2 separate regions of the Hordeum vulgare genome follow, and region 2 is linked to region 1. Evidence: chromatin contacts called from public Hi-C data. All regions are on one chromosome and are shown on one strand. Each heading gives the region's core, a stretch centred on a gene start, on an enhancer-like site or on the middle of the called end of the contact. The rest is flanking DNA. Distances are from core to core; before and after follow the strand shown.

Region 1 (6,390 bases), core at 3,262-5,761:
ATTTAGTCATGGAACCAAATCCAAACGGCTCTATCAAATATAGCTCTTTGTTATAGGATCTAATCTAGAGAAAACAGACATCTAATCTGTCTCAAGGGTTCTACATCACTTTAATCCTACAGGGATTAGAAAAGTTAGACACACACAATGTAGGTCTTCTACCCATCAAGGGTTGAACATGTGTAAAACATATGTGTCACTTTCATCGTCGACCAAGTCCCCCTCCGTGCTTCACCCCTCTTTCTGCTTTCGGTGGTGGAGTAATCGTCGACATTTGATACCCACCATGTGGCCCAGACAAAACAAGTCCATGAAGATGACTACAACTTACTCAACATTGCATGTCCGTCATCTTTATGGGGTTATACTCTCATTTCAACCCCACTCCTGATGTGTAGCGGCTTATTGGATAACTCACCAACTTGGATTTGGCAAATATGCCTAACTTTGAATGCCCTAAAGAGAGCGTCCATGTTTTAGATGACCATTTCTCCAAGATGGTCTTCGTAGCAAAGAAGCTCATAACCGAGAAGAAAGGAAGAAACAGTAGACAATTGAGGCAATCTGCATCCGCTAGGCGGTGACATCTAGAAATAAGTCATCGTCCCCATCGGAGAAATTGGAAACATTGGAGGAGGCCCAAGTAGAGAAAGAGCATTGGGAAGCATGACAAGGCACTAAAAGAGCAGATCCCCACCTCCTTAGAGATTGGTCAAGAAGCTTGGCCCTTCATTCAGTAGTTGAAAGAAAAGTTGAAGGGAGTGTGTACCAGTAATCATCGCACCCTAATGGTAATCAAGGAAATTTTGTGAGTCCAAGATCCACCCTGATAAATCCGTATGGGCGGGAGGAGCAGGTCACTCCTCAAGCTGGACACGCATTCGGTGGACCAGATTTCTTATGACCTAAGGGACAAGTTGAACAATCAAAGAAGGCAAAGGGCATCCTCACTTGGATCCGGAGGAAGCTCGTGCAGCTTCAACTCCGGTCGACGAAGTCGCTCCCTAGGGCAAAGAATTTAGGCATGTATGGCACCTATGGAAGAACTTTGAGCTTACCCTGGAGGGGCATTTAAATCCGCTGCATTAAGCATTTCAATGGGGCCACAAAATCCAAGGAATTCCTACACATATGTCACGACCATCGAAGCGGCTGGCATAAATGATCGGATCATGAACAAATACCTATTAGCCACCTTCAAGGGTGTTGAAAAATTAAGCAAATTCATGATCAATTTTAGAGTATAAATCCATGATTAAATCTAATACTAGCATGCAACATACTAACATACTAGATAAACAGGAAAGCATGTACAGCAGCATCACACTTGTAACATGCAACAAAATAACCAACTTGGGTGGAAGACAACTTATGGTGACGAACTTGAGCAGTCATGCAAAGTGCTTCCCAAAAGCCTAATTCGCCCTTGATCAGTGTAGATCACAAAAGCGAGAGATTTCGGGGTCCTGCTCTCTCACTCGCTGGTGCACGCCAGTGTTCGGGGTGGGATATATTGTCTTTGGTCATGGCCGGTAAGTGTAGTGGATGGAACCCACTATATAAAGAGGTCACACCTTCTTCACTTTCAGGACGTGACTAAACTTTAGAACCTCCACTTGCTATTTATACATGGGCTTTTGAGATTTTCTTTAGGAATTTCAGGAAAATAGACAGGGTCAAACCCATTATTCTAAGTACCTAACAAAGAAAACCGCCCGATGTCGTTGATTCATCTCCCCGGGTCATACATCTAGTTTTGGGATGAACTACATCGCAAGTTCATCGTGACTTTGAAGGGGTCCACAACCGACCTGGTGTCGACAACGAAATGATGAACATCCAGGAAATGAGCGACGAACCGTTTTAGAGATCCAGGACTACTTAGTTATATGGGCATTTAGAGGGGGCTTATGGGATCTTTCGATCACTCTCCAACCAACCCCGTCGGGACCTCGTCAACCATGCGGACTTTGAAACTGAATGGGACGAGCATAAAAATGGTGTGGTTTTGATTCTCTGGCACTCGTCCAAACGGAGCCCCTAATAGCAATCAACGACCAAAAATTTGGTTGGACGGGCCGCGGCTACAATCCAAACAGCCCCTTAGCCTCCACCGACCTAGTCAAGGCCTGGGAGCACTCGGTAAATGCCCTCCTCAGGTGGGCATGGAAAGTTATGAACCCGCCCGTCAAGCTCGTCTAAAATAAGCACTCGAGTTCCTCCTTAGTGAGAATGTCTACAGAGAAGACTAACAAGAGCTTGTCAGGGGATGTAGCTCAGATGGTAGAGCGCTCGCTTAGCATGCGAGAGGTATGGGGATCGATACCCCACTTCTCCAAATGTCTTTTTTTTTTGCATATCTGCAATACTGTAAAATTCAAATTATCCATCAAGATATGCAGTTCCTGGAGCGAAAAAAATTACAGACCGGAGCGAAATCATCTTATATATGGTAGGAGTAACACCGTAACAACAAATATCACCATCTCTAGTAAAGCAACGTCTAGTTCTCAACCACACAGAACAAACACTGAAATTAAAGATCCACATGCTAAGAAGGATAAGGCGGGGTCAATGGTCAAAATATGTCAACTGTCCTGGGTGGCTTTTTTGATGGTTTGTTTCTTGCTTTGAACAAGAGAAAAGCTAAACATCATCAGCATCCAACTGAGTTAGAGCAACCAAATGCTTTCCGTTTCTTCAGGAGCTCTGGCTGGTTTTTTGTTTTTTGTTTCCAGTGCTGAGAGCCCGGAAGAAACTCGACAGAACAGAAGAAGAGACGAGAGCAATCAACACAACCAAAGCCCTGTCCGAGCTCAAATGAGAGCTATACATCTCATAATTGTTTGTGTGTGAAGACATCCAGGTAGGAAATATAAGTGCAAGGACAACAACAACTGAGCTTCTACACAAAATTTCATTAGCTGCAGAAAACAGCGACACAAGGAGGCATGGTTCTTTATGTTACGTCGACGGAAATTGTGTTTGCAACTCGGTGCAAAACTACTCTGGACCGATTCTGCGATTTGACAACAAGCATTGGGGAAGAGTTCATGATATTTTTAGGGGAACAGGTTCCTCCTCAGCATCCGGGCCTGCAGATTGAAAAGGCAAATGTTATGTCAACGCCATGGTGCATCGGTAATTTTACAATATATAGAACTGCTCAACGGAAACTACACAGCGAACTGCTTGTTCTCCCGGTTCTTTTGCTGCGAGCGATGCGCATCGATGTGCTGTGATGCCTTGAGGTTGTCTTAATCGGACATTTCAAGAAGGCAAATGCTCGTAACTACGGTACCTCGAAGTGAAGAGCACACATGGCCCTATATGCAAATTATGGCATGCTTTGGGGTCAGCTCAATTTCAACACAGTGAGTCCAGCAATATCCACAGCTGATGCCGAGAATCAATATGCAAATGCCTTTATCCTACCCTTTTCTTTTGCCTATCAGATTAAACAAAGGCATGCGAACTTGGACATGATGTAATGAGATACATGACGAAACCCGAATCGGCCTAAAATTATAAGTTCAAAAGGTTCATTTTGCATAGTACATAACCTATGCATTGCATACAGCGAAGCATCTCTCCTAGCATTTCGAGCTACTACTGTTTCATGATGGAGAATGAAACCTCGATGGACTACGATGTCAAACCAACATGAAATTCCAGCCAAATGTGACAGTTACAGTGAAACAGTGACAGTCCATCATTGGGGAAGAGAACATATTTTCAGGGCGGATGCCTGCCCTGAACTCCTAAAATGAACACATCACCTTCAATAGTCAAACCCTTTTTGATGCCTACCACACAGCACCTCCAAATGTGGAGTGCAATGCCACAATCTTTGTAAATACACTAACCGCTACACGGATAAACGCATAACTAGCATGCTTCAGAATCAGTATGAACAAAGCATTGGCTGATTAACGATCTATACAAGCTAAAGCATGGCTTCAAGCCTTCACTTCAGGTTCAGATTAGGATCAGCCCCATAAATGTTGTGACAAATCTGAAGTTGAAATAGCAAATCTGCAGCTACGGCAGAGAGAATCGGTATAACATCGCGGCAGTATCGCGGGAAAGCAGCAGCGAGGTGCATACCCGAGGGCTTGGGCGCGGGGATGGCGAGGTCCTCCTCGCCGTAGATGTGGCGGAGGCGGGCGGCGGTGATGGGCGGGGAGGGCATGGCGGCGAGCTTGAAGAGCTCCTCCCTCCAGGCCCACATGGTGGAGGACATGGCGGAGTTGGCGGCGCGGAGGGAGGACTTGCGGGCCTCCAGCTCCTCGATCTCGCCCTGCTGCTCCGACGACCGGAACCCCAGCGCCACGAACGAGCCCAGCAGCAGCGCGCTCGTCACCTTCTCCGGGTTCGCCGACAGCTTCGCGCCGATCCCCCGCAGAGCCGCCGCCGCCGCCATCGCTCGATCCCTCGCTCGCTCGCTCTCGCCTGCGCCGCCCAGTAGCCCGACTCCGCCGCAGCACGACTGGTGCGATTGGTTGGACCGGTGGGAGCGACCCTAGGCCCGGCCCTGGGCCGTGGACTAGCAGTCATTCTTAGCCACCGACACGTGTTACTCTTTAAGCGTTTTCTTTAAATTTGGTTTTTTTATTTATCCTCACGTGTTTTTGGATTTTTAGGTGGTTTTTTGGTGTTTAGGTTTTCTATAGGTCTTTCTTAGTTTTTTATGGAAAAAAATAAAAAGAGTTGCGCGAAAAACATTTTTTTTCTTAAAAAACATGATTTTTCTTTCACGAGCCGTGCCTCTTAAAAACGAAAAAATGTATTTTTTTCCTTCCTCGAGAGACATGATTTTGCTTTTGCGAGAGGCATATATAGTCGTGACTCTAGAAAATGGACAAAAACACACTTTTTTATGAGAGGTATTATTTTGCTTTCGCGAGAGTCACGTATTTGCTTTCACGAGAGGTACAGTCGTGCCTCTCTAAAATGGAAAAAAAATGTTTTTTGTTTTTCTTTATTTCGTAAGAGGCATGGATTTGCTTTCACGAGAGATACGGTCGTGTCTCTCGGAAATGGAAAAAATGTGTTTTTTATATTATTATTTTTTCGCAAGAAGTAAGGTTTTGCTTCCATGAGAAGCACGGTTGTGCCACTCGGAAAAAGGAAAAAAAGTGCCATGGCGTTTTTGTCCTGTTTTTTTTTTAAAAGTTCGTCAAAACCTATTAATATGGTATCTCATTTTAAAGATCTTGACGTGAGAAACCCAATCAGTGAAAACGGTTCGAGATTTGGACGCACGGTTTAAGAGATAAAACATTTTGAAAATAACGGATCTAGAAAAAAGGAAAAACTCCTAGACTGCGACAAGCGATAGACATGTCGTGCGTCACTTAGAGCAAGCCTAGCAGACCCCGCATCCGTCCGGCCCGCAAAGCGTGTTTGCAGTTCGCGGAAAAACGTCTTTGCGGGCCGGCGCGCACGGCCGCGGATTGCAGACCCTGCATAACGGACCCGTAAAAAAGCATATTCGTGGAATATGCTTTTTCAGACCCTACGCGGGCTGAAATGTCCCTCCCACCAATCGATGCCGCTTATATGCAGGGCGCCACAACGACGAGGGGGAAACCCGCGAATACGCGGGTTGGGGCCGAGATTTTGCCGCGCCCCGCAAAATATTTACGGGCTGGGGCGGGATACGGGGTCTGATCGGACAGGTTTTTTCGCCCCGACCCGCATTTTGACGGTTATTTCCCGGGTAGGGTTGGGATGCGGGGTCTGATCGGACAGGTTTTTTCGTCCCAACCCGCATTTTGGCGGTTATTTTTCGGGTCGGGGCGGGATGCGGGGTCTGATCGGGCAGGTTTTTTCGTCCCGACCCGCATTTTGGCGGTTATTTTTCGAGTCAGGGCGGAATGCGGGGTCTGCTAGAGTTGCTCTTAGGGCATGTATAATGATGGCATACGGATACAGATTCTCAATGATAAAAAATAGCTTGAGGCATCTATACTAACTTTTTCTCTCCAATGCAAGTTACCATCAGGGTGCCTCATCAAAGAAGAAAAAATAAAGACTCTAATACACATGCATCAATACTTTTTATTCTAATTTTTTCAGCTTTTTACACCGGACCACACATTTTCTCTTGAAGCACCCGCCTTTTGTATAGGAATCCCGCTTCCTTATTTGAACCTACTTTTTCTGCATCCGATCCTACATGGCATACGAAACATCAACCTGATGCTATGCATTGTATATGCCCTTATAAAAAAATGATCTTTAAAAAATACTTCCTCCATCCGGAAGTACTTGTCATAGGAATGAATGTATCTAGATGTATTTTAGTTCTAGATACATCCATTTTCATTCGTTTATGCGACAAGTAATTCCGGACGAAGGAAGTACTTCTTAATTAGTAATTTCATC
Region 2 (6,661 bases), core at 502-3,001, 99 kb before region 1:
CTAAAACTACTGCAATCTGAGGAATACCATCTGCAGACATCTTAGCCTGATTGTAGAATATTCGACCAAAATTATCACGGTCAGGAAAAACTTCTGCCTGCTTTGGGAGATTAGCACCTCCACTGTCAACAAGATATATGCACGGCAATTTACATTCAGAAGCTATTTCCTGCGCCCGCAGATGCTTTTTGACAGTGATAGGATAGTATGTACCCCCCTTTGTAGTTGGGTCATTGGCCACAAACATACATAGTCGTCCATGAACAGGTCCTATGCCAGTAATTATTCCAGCTGATGGTAATGCTTCCTCATAAACATCAGATCCTGCAAGCTTTATTGTGAAAAGTACCATCAGCAGCTCATAGTCCACAACAAGATGGACAAATATGAAAACATTTGCTTCTACTGAGCCATCCTACCAGATATTGGCATTTCTGAATAGTAAGGGAAAGTTGGCTGCAGGATACCGATATGGGTTGGAAAACAATGGTGTTCCCATGAATTGTGTCACGGAATCACATATCTTATTGAGAGTCTGAGACTTGCATCCAGTGTCTTTTCTGGTATACTAGTGCATACGTCAAATCCATGCTACTCAACTAAATTAGGAAGGTATTTAGAAAATCAGGAAGCATACAAAAAACTAGAGCTGCGTGTTTGAGAAAAAAAAATCTAAAAATTAGCGAAACGGGTATGTACTTTTTAAAGCCGCATGATGAAAAATTCGGTCCCATTGTCCTCACATAAAAATGGCAACTAAGAAACTTAACACTTTCGAGGTGCATGGTGAAAAATCCAGTCCCATTTATTCGGAAATCAAAATGGCAGCTAGTAAAGCTTCCGCGGTTGTTTCAGCACAAACCTAAGGAGGTGGAAATCAGGAGGCATGGGCAATAATGCACTATTCCGATTTCAACTTCAAGTGTGGATGTGTTCCCTACTTTATTATCTTGGCAGAAAAAGATTTATGAGCCGTATAATACGGCACTGGTTGATTGACACATAGTGATTGACTGCTGCTAAGTTTGATGAGCTCCTAGTCCAGTTGCGAAACCAGCGATAATAACTAGGATAAGCAGATAAACATACTACTACTCCCTAGTACAGTACAATTTACTTCAGAGAAGGGGACACTGTGACCGAGAACGATGGGTGACCTGAGAGAGCTCGAGGAAGGAGGCCCCGGGGTCGAGCAGGCGGTCGATGCGGTCCCTGGGGAGCAGCTTGCCCCGCCCTTCGTTCCGCTTCACCGCCCCCGCGCCTCCGCCGCCCAGCACCTGCAGCGCCTCCCGTTTCGTCAAGGAGAGGAAGGGGTCGGGTCAAGGAAGGGAGAGAGAGACCGGCGGCGCGCACGAACCTGGGAGACGCGGGACCGCAGGTCGGAGAGGAGGCCGCCGACGGCGGCGGCGTTGCGCGCGTAGGCGTCGGAGCTCCGGTCGAGCGCGTCGGGCAGGACCGAGGCCGAGGAGCGGTAGGCTGCTGCGGCGCGGGCGCTGCCTGGGCGGGGCCGCCGCGCGGCCAGCCGACCGAGCATCTCCGGCGGACGGCGGCGATGGATGGATGGATGGATGGATGGGCCGGTGGGGAGTGGAGCGAGCAGTCTGCGTCAGAGCGCGTGATGCCTCTCTCTCTCTCTCTCTGTGTACTGTACGCTGACGCCTGACGGAGGAACACTCCCGCACGGAAGCTCGAGCGATCTCCAGAGCGTTTTTCCCCACGGGGGGTCTCGTGCTCGTCTGGTCTGATCTCTGATGGCATGCTGCGTTGGCAGGCAGCCGTGGATAAGGACTGCTCAAGTCTTGATTGGCAACCATGATTGGCAGTGAGGGTGAAGGCACTTGTTTTTAATTGGGAGTGTCTGTTTTACATCCGGATGAAATGCAATTAGCTTTCATTCATCCAAAATTTGCATTCAATAAAAGCATGACACTTGTCCCCTTTCCTGTTTCCTGTGTCATGTTTTTAAACGGGTCCACAACTTTTTCAACCCGGATAGAAAAACACCTAAAGTAGGAAATCAAAATGACAACAGGTACTGCATGTCCAGACAGAAAAAAAAAACACCTAAAGCCAGCTGCTTTGAGCACAGATATTAAGTGTAAAAAAACAGTTCAGCTAGGACTACGCACATGCTAAACATTAGCTGGCATTGCCTCTCTACAAAAAAATTCAAAGAAACCCAGATTAGTAAAAGAAAAAATAAAACTAAAAATGAGGAGATGAAATATAGCATATGAGAAGGAAAATAAGAACATACATGAAGAAAGAAATTAGTGAGAAGAGATTTGTCGCAGCTGTTCAAGGGGCTGTAAAACATCTCATATGCATATTTGATCATAAGATTTAAAATGTCTGCACTAGATAAAAAGTTTGCAATCTGGGTTCTTGGTGTGAATGTCTCCATATACTTTAATGTGGAGACACCACAATCATAGCTGAAAAGTTACAGAAAACACAAATAAGAAAAGAAGCTTTCATCTGGCCTATATAAAAATAAATAAAATAATAAAAGCAAAAAAAAATAATACCCATTATCTTGCTTAGGAACTGCCGGGTATAGCACATCAAGCTCTTCGAAATCAATCCTTTTCTATGCATCATAGGAGTCACATACGCATGCCAAAAACTGCTGAAATTATTAATCTGTGTTGGAACTAAAAAATTTGGCAAAACATACCAAAACCAATTTACTGAAGAAACAAAAATAACTAAAGAGCTATCAATTAGTACAACGGTCTAGGTTTTACATGGGAAAACAACTAAAGAATTACAGTGTGAATCCACCAAGACTTACAGTGTAAACACAACTAGAATTACACAGTAAAACCAGTAAGAAAAATACTATGTTAATACACTGAGAATTACAGTGTAAATCCAAATAAAATTACACAGTAAAACCACTAACAAAACTACTATGTGACTTCACCAAGACCTACAGTGTAAACCCAACCAGAATTACACAGTAAAACCAGTAAGAAAAATACTATGTTAATACACTGAGAATTACAGTGTAAATCCAAATAAAATTACACAGTAAAACCACTAACAAAACTACTATGTGACTTCACCAAGACCTACAGTGTAAACCCAACCAGAATTACACAGTAAAACCAGTAAGAAAAATACTATGTTAATACACTGAGAATTACAGTGGAAATCCAAATAAAATTACACAGTAAATCCACGAAGAGTTACGGTGTAAACCCAACTAGAATTACATAGTAAAACCACTATAAAAATTACAGTGTGAATCCACTAAGAATTACACTGTAAACCCAACTAGAATTACACAGTAAAATCACTATCAAAATTACGATGTGGATCCACTAAGAATTACACTGTAAAAATATAATAGAAAAAGCATGAATACAAACAAAAGATAGAAAGAGAGAACTTTGACTTACAAAGCTCAATCTCCACAACAGATAAGTGTTCCAAGCACCCTCAAAAGCATTACAGACAATGGTTGGATTCCTTGTGTTTGGGTTTTGTTATTCAGCATGCACTCCTGCACCAATTCAGATAACTACTTCGTCGGAACCATAAGAGAAGCATCTCAACATTCAGAATTACAGTGTGAATACACGAAGAATTACACCGTAAAAAACCACTAAGACACATTGCAGAAATGCACTAAGAATTACGCTCCCAAAAAATCACTATAAAGTTACACTAAAAACACTAGAAAATTGGGAGGAAACCACTGTAAGTTGCACACTGATGACATTATGATAAAAACTACACTGAAATTACAGTGTAATAAACACTTTAGTTCTCAAGGTGGTGGTTGTGATTATTAGTAGAAGCATGGCAGTGCTAGTGGATCAAGTAGTATAATGGATGGTCATGCTATAACTGCTGAAATGCATTACAATATCACAAAATTATAGTGGAAACCAACTGAGAACTACATTTCATCAGCTACAGTATAAAACACACTTAGGATATCAGTGGAACTAGATTTGCACTGTAAATCATACTGGAATTTCAACTAAAAAGAGGAAAGTTGCAGTGGAACCCCACTGAGAATTACAGTGAAAAATCTCCTAAGAATTACAACTAAAAATCCACTAAGAATTACCCTTCAATATCCAAAAAAATTTACAGTAAAACTACTAAGAATTTATAGTGTAGAATCTACTAAATACAATGTAAATCCACTAAGGATTACAGTGTAAATCCAATGAGGGGAACCCAATGCAGCAATCTCGCATAGTGTAAATCCTAAAAAGATGAGCAGTGCATCTAACAGCAAAAACCACATGAAGCATCCGTGAACATCAATTATACAACACTACAAAACTGCATGCACAATTATTATTCCCTCTGAAAATAAAAAACATACCAATCCAACCTAAGGTTGTTAGAATCAGTTCGCTTGAGCCTTAATACTTGCTACCTTCAGGATTAACACCTACTAGCACTTGATGTAGGCAGGATTTGTTAGGTTGATCTCTTTCCCAATGGGCCCAACGGCCCATTGGACCTTGATTCACGCCCTGATCGGGGGCGTCCAGCCCAAGCAAGGCTGGTGGGCCCCTGTCGCGCGGTGCTATATGTAAAGGAGGTGGGGACCATGGCACGGGTTACGAGGTTCGCCGCCGCCACTGGTTCCCCACTCTCTAACCCTAATCCGATCTAGAGGGATGCACTGAAGCGATGGGAAGTCCACCGCCGCCGCTACCGCATCTCTCTCTCCTTCCCCACCGTCGTCATCACCTCACGACGGTCTCTGGAGGGAGCTCATCGAGTTCATCACAAGGTAATTAATCTATCACATCATCCGAACACATCTAGCCTAAGATCCACGAGATCTATCAATGGTATCAGAGCCACGAGGTTTTTTCATGTGTTGTCGGTTTAAATATGTATAAGAAAGCATTCCCCTCCCCGATATGAACCCAAGAAAGGGCAAGGCACCGAGGATGGCTACAGCCTCATCGGCAAAGTAGCGCCGCCGCAAGGCCGCGCCCGTTCCGCTCGATCCCCACACGCATCGGCAAGCCGAGGTGTGGGGAAGAAGAACACCACCCCTTATAGGGGCAAAGAATCTACCCCTTCGGGGGCAAAGAAAAGGTTGGATTGAATCCGAAAAAGCAAACAAAAAAAAGCGGGGAAAGCAAAGCAAAGGAAAAGCTAACACCCCAACAGGGGCCAAGGGCACCACCACCGCACCCTTGACGGTGGCGCGTTCACCTTGAAGGTGCTCGCGCACGCCGGCAAAGGAACGAAGATGGAGCCACTGTATCATGCCGCTGCGGGACACCCCTGCAAGGAAAGGAAAAGGAAAAGAGGCACCATGGCCAACCCACTCGACGGCGGCGCGCTCACCGCAAGGGAACGCGCAACCGGCGAAAGGGGAGACCACGGCGCCGCAATTTGTTGCTCTGCCGGTCCTCTTTCTCTCTCTGAGAAGTAGATGGGGGAGAAGGGACTGGTCGAGCAAGGAAAAAGGGGGAGGAATGCAGAGGCTGGCGCGCGTGGCGGAGGGGGTTTCGGCCCCATCGCCGGTGGCCCGTCGTCCACGTGCAATGGGAAAGGAAGCTGCAGCAAGGCGCACGCGGCGCGGGACCTTTCGGTTGCCGCTGCCAGCGGCCAGATCCGGCCTCCTCGGCGGGGCGTGGTGGCCGCCGCGCGAGGGTAAGGCTCCGTCACCACGGCCGGCGTATGGGGCAGCAAGCCACCGCTAGGGCCAACAGGGGCCAGGCGCCGGCGCGCTGTGCGGGTCACGGGGCCGCACGGAAAGGGCCGAGGGGCTGTCGAGGCTGCAGCCGCTGGCGCAAGGCCCTGCTACCGCGACGCGCTCGTGGAAAAACCATGGAGAAGAGAGCGGCGGGGTTGGGAGAGAAATGAAAGTGGTTAGGGTTTCGCTGGTGAGGAGAGAGTTTTTATCCCAGCGAAAGACGCGCCCGGCCGTCAGATCTAATCCGACGGTCCAGGGCAAAGACCTAAGCCGGCTGGGCCTGCCATGCTGAAAGGGGAAGGGGGCCGCGCCAGGCTACCAGGCTCACGCCACGCGCCAGGCCGAAGGGAGCCGGCCCAGATTAGGCCACAGGCCGGCCCATGCCGGCTATTTTCCTTTATAAAAGGAATTTTTTTACTTCTGTCTATTTTAGGCAAATTTAAAATAGTTTTTTTCTAATTTTTTTTTCCCACGGGAATATGATTAGAAAAAAAAATGTTCAAAGTTTCTGACAAGTAATAGACATTTTTCTGTAAAGAAAAATGAAAAGTTATTGAAAAGAAATAAAAGGCCCTCCTAGACATTTTTCTTACGAAATTATGTCTAGATAACAGGAAATAAAAATGTTGCTATTTTTCTGTTTAAATCAACAGAAATATGACAATATTTTTCTGAAAAGAAGGATAAAAGGTTCTGAAAATAAAAGAAAGATTTTCAGAAAAAGAAAAGTTCATAAAGTTCATGAATTTTTAATTATGACAGAATATTTTTCTGTAATAGTAACATGTTTTTTCTGCAAAGAAAAATAAAAGGTTCTGAAAATAAAAGAAATATTTTCAGAAAAAGAAAAGTTCATGGATTTTATAAAAGAAAAATAAAGTTCATGAATTTTTAATTTTAACAGAATATTTTTCTGTAAAGGTGCATGAATTTTATATTCACGTATTTTCGCTGGAAAGTAAAAAGGTTTAGTCCTCC

What was found. Hi-C and Micro-C count contacts between places; a contact is called where the count stands out from the background.
Region 2: a Hi-C map of leaf shows a contact between it and region 1, with 5 times the contacts expected there. The contact joins the promoter of LOC123408126 here to the promoter of LOC123407536 in region 1. A contact is called at or near these places in 2 of 6 Hi-C or Micro-C datasets (both in leaf) and 1 of 1 datasets of contacts at active chromatin or transcription factors (embryo).

What each region holds. Positions count from the first base shown.
Region 1 is chr7H:31,506,240-31,512,629 of MorexV3_pseudomolecules_assembly, reverse strand. It overlaps LOC123407536, which reads right to left and starts at 4,511. Exons shown (of 2, transcript XM_045100702.1): 1 at 4,108-4,511; 2 at 2,790-3,095. The coding sequence starts at 4,423. The coding sequence ends at 3,052. TRNAA-AGC (a tRNA gene) reads left to right here and starts at 2,266; the gene lies at 2,266-2,338.
Region 2 is chr7H:31,602,137-31,608,797 of MorexV3_pseudomolecules_assembly, reverse strand. LOC123408126 (methylcrotonoyl-CoA carboxylase beta chain, mitochondrial) reads right to left here and starts at 1,751. Exons shown (of 10, transcript XM_045101314.1): 1 at 1,358-1,751; 2 at 1,158-1,277; 3 at 1-331. The coding sequence starts at 1,534.